2 separate regions of the Mus musculus genome follow, and region 2 is linked to region 1. Evidence: chromatin contacts called from public Hi-C data. All regions are on one chromosome and are shown on one strand. Each heading gives the region's core, a stretch centred on a gene start, on an enhancer-like site or on the middle of the called end of the contact. The rest is flanking DNA. Distances are from core to core; before and after follow the strand shown.

The links. Hi-C and Micro-C count contacts between places; a contact is called where the count stands out from the background.
Region 2: a contact with region 1 is called in a Hi-C map of muscle stem cells, with 2.0 times the contacts expected there. The contact joins two enhancer-like sites. A contact is called at or near these places in 10 of 39 promoter capture datasets (the 3T3-L1 cell line, 3T3-L1-derived adipocytes, the C10 cell line and 5 more), 6 of 484 Hi-C or Micro-C datasets (bone marrow-derived macrophages, granulocyte-monocyte progenitors, liver and 3 more), 7 of 115 datasets of contacts at active chromatin or transcription factors (acute myeloid leukemia, bone marrow-derived macrophages, double positive thymocytes and 3 more) and 1 of 9 other capture datasets (liver).

Annotation. Positions count from the first base shown.
Region 1 is chr13:37,617,960-37,621,960 of GRCm38.p6, forward strand. The region is part of intron 3 of Gm40915 (a long non-coding RNA gene); the gene reads right to left. Among named protein-coding and RNA genes, the nearest start is that of Gm40915, 7.6 kb to the right of the region's middle. Within about 2 kb of position 1,987, at least 179 of the 459 cell types and tissues checked have an H3K27ac peak or open chromatin away from gene starts, as enhancers often do. A contact at or near this core is called in acute myeloid leukemia, bone marrow-derived macrophages, granulocyte-monocyte progenitors and 1 more, where this site is marked.
Region 2 is chr13:37,782,537-37,786,537 of GRCm38.p6, forward strand. It overlaps a transcript of Rreb1 not described here. Among named protein-coding and RNA genes, the nearest start is that of Gm46411, 15 kb to the right of the region's middle. Within about 2 kb of position 1,900, at least 82 of the 459 cell types and tissues checked have an H3K27ac peak or open chromatin away from gene starts, as enhancers often do. A contact at or near this core is called in acute myeloid leukemia, bone marrow-derived macrophages, granulocyte-monocyte progenitors and 1 more, where this site is marked.

The sequences.
Region 1 (4,001 bases), core at 737-3,236:
AGTGATGTGAAACTGGAAAATAGAAATCCCGGGTCTTCACGGAGCCGAAAGTGGCATATGGCCACTGGGATGAAATATAAGATACATTTTTTAAAAGTTACCATTATTTTCATGTAAACACACTACAATAAAGTAAAATTTTAAAATGATGCAGAATAAAATATTAAATAATAGCATAGAAGTCGTGGAAATTGAAATTGTCCAGTTGGCAGCCAAATGCTCAGTAGGTTCTAAATAAATAAAAATAATTTTCTTGGAATAGAAAAAAAAATAAGGCTCAAATGTATGTAAAATTTTAAAGTGAACAATAATATAATGAATTTTAAAATAGAGAGGGGAAAGTGAAATTCAAAAGTGAGTGAGTGGGGTGCTTGATACAGCTTAGTGGGTAGAAAGGCTTTGCAGGCAAGCCTGAGAACACGAGTTCGATTCCCGGTCCGGGTGCCCACATAGTAGAAGGTGAGAACTGGTCCCTACAGGTTGCCCTCTGTCCTTCTCACATGCACGAGTCATATACACACATGCAATGAATGAATAAATGTGATTTTAAAAGATTAAAAATGAGCAAATAAAAATAAAATGCACATGGGCCTAGGCCGATGGTTCGGACGGTAAACCGTTTCCTCCTAAGCATGAAGACCCAGATTTGATCCCCAGCACCCACATCAAATCAAAGCTGAGCATGGGGCCTGAAGAAAGGGCTCTGAGGTTAGAGAGCCTGCTGCTCTTCCAGAGGACCTGAGTTCAGTTCCCAAAACCCACGCCAGAGGCCTCACTACCGCCTGTAACTCCGGCTTCAGTGGATCCAAGGCTGCCTTCTGGCATCTGTGGACACTATGAGAGACACAAGAGAGACACTCGAAAGTAAAAAAAAGAAACCTTAAAAATAAAAATAAAACGGGTATTACTCTATGCACCTGTGATTCCAGTGCATTGCACAAGGAGAGGGGTGTAGCCTGCAGCTCACTGGCCGGCCATTCTGATCAGTAGAGTCAGGGAGACCCTGGATCCAGGGAAGAGCTTATATCTAAACACAAGGGAAGCAGCCAGGCATACTGGTTTACGCCTGTAACCCCAGCACTTGGGAAGCACCTGCAGGCAGATCTCTGAATTCTAGACCAGCCTGCTTCATACAGCAAGTTCCAAGCCAGCCAAAGCTCCATAGCAAGACCCCGTGTTAAAACACAAAAACAAATAAACACAACAACAACAAAACCTAAAACAAAAACAAAAAAATCAAGGTAAGCAACTCTTGAGGTGTAGGTGTGACAGGACACCTGGGGTTGTCCTCTGACTTTCACGTGTGCAATCACACAAATGCACAATTCAAGGGAGCTGAACTATAGATGCAGTCAGCCTAGGTACCTGCTGATGGATGAATGGATAGAGAGTGTCACACACACACAACATACACTCACTCATGCACACTCACATATACATACAACATACATTCGCTCATTCACATACTCACACAACACATACACACACAACACACACACACACGCACGTGCACACACACACACACACATACACACACACACAAATACTGCTTTTTTTAAAGACAGCTTCCTCTGTGGCCTAGGCTGGCTTCAAATGCCTCCTCCTCTTCCTCCTCCTCCTCTTCCTCCTCCTCTTCTTCCCCCTCTTCCTCTTCCTCTTCCTCCTCTTCCTCTTCCTCCTCCTCCTCTTCCTCCTCCTCCTCCTTCTTCTCCTCCTCCTCCTTCTCTTCCTCCCTGTCCCCTGATGCCAGGATTTCAGGTTAGGATCACCATGTTTGGCCTAAAACTTTAAGTTTTGTTTTGTTTTGTTTTGTTTTGTTTTGTTTTGTTTTGTTTTGTTTTGTTTTTTTCTTTCATCGGCCCTCTAGTGTGCAGCTGCCCTAGCAGGAAGAAGGGTGGCAGGAAGGGGTGGCTCTGTGACAGCCTGGCCTCCGAAAGTGGCGGCTTCTCAGTGGTTTTAAAGGTCACTTGCTGACCTGACCGTTGCTGAGACTGAGGAAACACACACAGGAAGTGTTATGCAAGTGAGCAGAGAGACTCACAGGCTCCTGCCAGGAGGTCTGAGCCGATGCTTCGTGCTTTGTGCCACCCTGTACAGGTTCCCACCTCAGGAGCCCTCCAGTACCACAGCTGTGGCCACAGCCTGGCCGGATGACAGACAGTCCTGTGTGTGTCCCCCCCCACACTGAGCTGACAGCTGAGGACTGGACAGGATGGCACCAGTCTCCACCAGCTAGGGACTTTTCAGAGCAGGTATCATGAGAGCTACTAGAGGACTTGTGACTTTTGTCCCACAGTCAAACTTCAGGATTGCACAAACCACCAGCCTGGAGTGACCTTGCCTTGTGGGGAAGCAAGAGGAGCCCAGGCTCCCACGCAGACAGTAAGTCCACAAGGGTACAGAGTACCAGCGCTCTGAGAGCTTAAAATACACCCACAGGAGGAGTGAGGCCGGCTGGCTGCTCACCTTGGATCTGCACAGCACAGAACAAAGGGAGCCCTGCCTTCGTGACAGACAAATCCAACCCCAAAGTCCCTTTTCACACACATAGCCCTCATTGGCCAATGGCTCTTTGGCCTTCCCCTCTTCTTCCTCTTCCTCCTCCTCTTCCCCCTCCTTTTCCTCCAGGCTGACAAGCAGACAGACCCAAGGTCACCCCATGTCTATACTAGCCTGACAGCCAGATGGCCTCCTTCATCACCCAGCCTTCTCTGCAGGCTACATCCCAGATAGGCTGGGAGCTGACCCAGCATCTTAGAAAATTCGAAAATTTACCCTTTCCTCTCCCTACCCCCACCCCGCCGCCAGCAAACCCAGGTCACTCCAGTTCTAATCTCCTACTCGCTTCTGCTGAGTCTGCACTGGTTTGGGACTAGATGGACCAAGCCCTGAGCTCTTTCTGCAATATTCCACATTTGACCACAGTAGGTCACCATGTGCTATAGAGGTGGCAGGGCCTAGCCTGGTTTCTATATCATTAAAAAGAGTTGCAGATGCCTTCCACTGGCTTTTGGTAACTCATCCAAAATCAGGAAACAGGAAGAAAACTGAGCTCCTGGAACTGTGGCCCCTCCCTCTCTTCCACCTGGATTATATGTTTCCTGTTCGTACATAGAAACTTCCAGAATGGTCAACATGGTGATGGGTGAGCCGGGCGTGGTGGCGCACGCCTTTAATCCCAGCACTTGGGAGGCAGAGGCAGGCGGATTTCTGAGTTCCAGGCCAGCCTGGTCTACAAAGTTAGTTCCAGGACAGCCAGGGCTATACAGAGAAACCCTGTCTCGAAAAACCAAAAAAAAACCAAAAAACAAAAAAAGATGGTGATGGGTGATGGGAACCGGTTTGACCATCAGCAAAGCTGGAGTGGTATTGGATGGGACGGTTTCAAAGTCACCAGGCTGACCTCAGAGCATCAAAGTGTGATCTTTTGACAGTGCAGGCTGATACTTTGCAGATAGTGCACGGTGGGCACGCTTTGTGAAAGTACTCTAGCCAGCATACTCCTGCTAAGTCAGCCAGGACACTACATGAGAAAGACGTAGCCCAAGGCCAGCACGCAGCTGCTGTGTGAGGACAGGAGTGACAGGGTACCATTCTGGGCATCTAAATATAATAGGCAATAAGCTTGAGTCACTCAGACTTAGACTTTATGAGCCAGCCATGCTTTGATGGCATACCAGGTCACAAACAGTTCTCTTCCTTGGGCTACACAGGCCCATCCTCTTGTTAGGTCCTCTCACACTCCCTCTTCCATCACATAAAACAGGATGATAAACCTGAACCATGATGACTAGAGATAGCAGATAGCAGCTACCTGAAGGAGACCCTGGACCAGGGCAGATATAACTATGGTGGCCTCAAGCCAAAAAATCACTCACAGAGCCAGACAGAGCCAGCTCTCCTCACTGTCACATGAAGAGAGAGAGACAGGCTCAAGACTTCTTTTTCTACTTGAAGCCTGGTTAGGCTTAGAGTTTAGCATAGCCACAGTGTCCTCTTGA
Region 2 (4,001 bases), core at 650-3,149, 160 kb after region 1:
GCAGAGCGCACCCCAGGAATCTGAATTGAGCAGCTTTGCTGGAAGAGATAGATCGGATATGAAATTTGTCATTTCAGTGAAAAGATTAGGCCAGACCAACCAGGGACAAGGAATGGTTGGGTCCTGGGACTTTGTCTGCAGATAACAGAGGATTACGAGAGAGTTTAAAGCAGGGCAAATACAGGCATACCTCATTCTATGCTTGGTAGATACTGTTTTATGGAGGGTTTGTCCAACTCTGAATCAAACAAGTCCATTTTTCAACAGCTCAGATAACTGTTAGCAAGTTTTAGCCATAAAATAGATGTATGGCCTGGTAGTGGTGCATGCCCTTAGAGCCCCCCAAACAGGAAGGACTACGCAGAGAAACTCTCTCTCTCTCTCTCTCTCTCTCTCTCTCTCTCTGTGTGTGTGTGTGTGTGTGTGTGTATGTGTGTGTGTGTGTGACATGATGTTGCATACTTAATAGACTCCAGCACATTAAACATAGCCGAATGTGCAGAGGGAAACCCAAGGAATTCTGTGTGGCTCACTTTTTTATTCTGCTCATGTTATTGCAGTGGTCTGGAGTGGGCCCTGGTAGGCTATAGGAGATCAAAGTTAGATTTGGAGGAGATCAGCCTTGGGTGGCAGTAGGAGTTGAAGGACCATGAGTGGTGATGGCAGGGACCCAAGGGGACAATACTTTTGTTAAAGGAAACAGGAGTGGGGATGTAACTCACTGGGGTACTTGCTTAGAGTATGCAAGACCCTCACAAAATGATTTTTATAAAGATAAAAGAGGGGCTGGAGAAATGGCTCCTTGGCTAAGAGTGCTTCCTGCTCTCAGAGGACCTGGGTATGGGTCCCAGCATCCATACTGGGTAGCATACAACTGTGCATAATTTCAGCCCCAGGGGATCTGATACTCTCTTCTGGCCTCCACAGGCAACCCCCCCCCCACACACACACACATGCACACACATAAATAATATTAAAACAGAAAATGACTGTCTTTTATGGAAGGTTATGGGCAGGACTCAAAAGTCACGGTACCTGATGCTGTATCTCCAGATGCTTTGAGTGGTAGGATGATCCACAGGAAGCCTGCGTTCGAGGCAAACTGACAAATGTTCTTTTGAGAAAGTTGTGTCCGAGGTCATGTTAGAACCTGGGTGTAAGCGATTTAGGGGAATGGGTGACTCACGGGCCTGTGCATCACTCACTGGAAGTAATGGCACGTCCCAGGTGTAACCAAGCACCTGAGTTCGAACCAGTTGGCAGAAGACCAGTGTTAGGGGAGCGTTCTCAGTTAAAATGTGCCTCAGTACAATCTGGAAAATCTCCCTCCTCATAGACCACAAATTAGTCATTTCTGGGGCTTTTTCGCAGAGCCCAAATGATGGCTCAGCACTGTTCTAACCAAAGTGCTTGAGCTCAGTGGCTTCTAACCTGCCTCATCAGATTAAGGAGCCCCACCCCTTGGTGCAGCATCAAATCATCCCAAGATCAGCAGTCCATGCTTTCAGATGCCCTTTTAGGACATCCTGGTGTGGGTCCCTTGGAATAACTTCCATCTTTGCCAGTTTACGGTACAGCTGGAGATATCCCCAAGGGTCTTGTGACTCTCCTAAGGAGACCAAGAAAGTTCTAGCTTTCCATGCGTACATCTCAAACGTGTCCTCCGTTTGGGCATTGAATGGACAGCCCGTGACAGACAGCGCTCAGAGTTGTTTTTATCCCAGTGACCTGCCGCCTTCCAAATTTAGCAGTGGTCTGGAAGAGAGGATGGGATGTGTGCCTCAAGACCTCTGTCCGGCTGAGTTGGAAGGAGGTGGCGTTTCTGAGTCCGGTGTGGTAGGGAGTGACTCAAACTGTGTACATGGAAGCCGGTGGGAATGATGCAATAGCCCAGCTTGGGCAGACCACTTCCTGTACCCTTGGATTCACAGACCTAGGGTGTGGCAATTGGCAGTATCCTCGGGAGTAGACTGTTTGGCTGATGTCTCAAGGCAGCTCTGTCTGTCTAAGGTGAGGTGAGGCAAGCCACAGGCTGTAAGCACCAGCTTAAAGGCAGAGATACATTGCCAGAAGTTTGGAGAAAGATTCTAAAAGGCGATGGCCGTGGGTGTGAGAAATAACCTCCTACAGACAAGTCTATTTCTTATTGTCACAAAAGAAATGTGTGCTCTGCTGAACACCAGTCAGACATTTTGTCACAGCTAACTTTCAATCAGGCCAGTAGCCATTATCCAACTACAAACTGATCGCTGGCTCTTCTTTTGTTTATACAGTATAAAGAGAACAGCTCTGGTGTCTACAGTGTGGCATGCCTGGTGAGGGAGCAGACGAAAGCTCCTGTTTAAAACAGACAGTGAGGGTTGTAAGTGGCAGAATTGTCACCTCACACTCCACCCTGCTCTGTGTATGTAGGGCTTTGCTGTGTGCACATGAGTCTGGGTACCCGTGGAGGCTAGAGATATCAGGTCCCCTGGAGCTAGAGTTACAGGTAGTTATGAGCCGAATGGATCTCTGCTTCTCTGGGAGACCAGTAAGCACTCTTAACCACTAATCGATCTCTCCAGCCCAATAGCACATTTTTAAATGCCAGACTATTTTCATAATTACTTACTGTTTTCCCATAGCCGCAATCCATGATGCCCACAAAACAGATTCGAAGGCCATCCTTCCAACAGGTCAGCTTCAGGTCTAAAGAAGTTTTTGGTTTGTATTTCTCCAAAGGAGAAATGCCCTCCCACAGCTGTGGTAGCTGGCGGCGTGTATAGTTTATTCCATGCCTGTCCACCTCAATGTACTGCTGGACTTACGAAACTCATGGAATTGGCTGATTTTACTCAAAACTGCCTTTTGTTTATCAGCCTTAAAAAGATGTGTTAAAACCAGTTTGGCAGCTTTTTAAACCTAGCATGTTAGAAGGCCCAGAGAAGAGAATTTTTGAACAATATCAGTGTTGGAACTAAAACAGAACACTTCAAATAATATCTGCCGTATTCACGTCTCTAAATTCAGAGGACTCCACTTTACAAAGCCAGGATTTCCTGATGAGTTTGGATTAGCAATAGATTTTCTCTCTTTCTTTCTTCTTTTCTTTTTTCTTTTCTTTCTCTCTTTCTCTCTCTCTCTCTCTCTCTCTCTCTCTCTTTCTCTCTTTCTCTCTTTCTTTCTTTCTTTCTTTCTTTCTTTCTTTCTTTCTTTCTTTCTTTCTTTCTTTCTTTCTTTCTTTCTTTCTGATAGCATCCAAATCAGGCATAGATAATATACAGTGTCACCAAGAGCTTGGGACCAAGAGCTTTGGTGGGGATGTGTACCTGCATCCTCACAATCCTGGTTCCTTTCTACCCAAGTTTGACTTAGTAGAACCAGTTTAGAAACAGATGTAGCATCTCTTTCTAAATCCTCTATACTATAATAGTGTAGAAACATAGGACTTCAGATGGGTTTCATTCCTCCCAGCCATCTCTCAACTTGAAATTATCTCATTTATATGGTTACCTTGAACATTGGCTCCTCCTACCTCTGCCTCCTGAGTGCTAGGGTCAGAAGTGTGTACCAAAATATTGGGGAGCTGCAGAGCTGGGCATTGTTTGAAAGACATATGATATGATAGACATGTGATAGACAAGCACTCTGCCAACTGAGCTATATGTAAGGACAGAAGGCATAAACAGCTTTTTAAAGGACTAACTTGGGAGTCTCTGTTATTATGTGTAGTGTGTATGTGTGTGTCTCACACACACACACATATATGTATACATTTATATGTATATGCATATACATTTGTGTAAGTGTGTCCATGTATGTATACCTATACATTTAGTGGTGCTAGGTGTGAAACCAGGGATTTCACAGATACTAGACAATCCCACCATGTACCTGATGGGGTGTGTTGACCATTTCATACTGCATTTATATAATGTTTGCCTTTCTCGGTGCATGATAGTTATGGGTTTCAACAGGACTGCCAGAGTAAAGGGAAAAGCAGTTGCTCTGGTCACATTGCA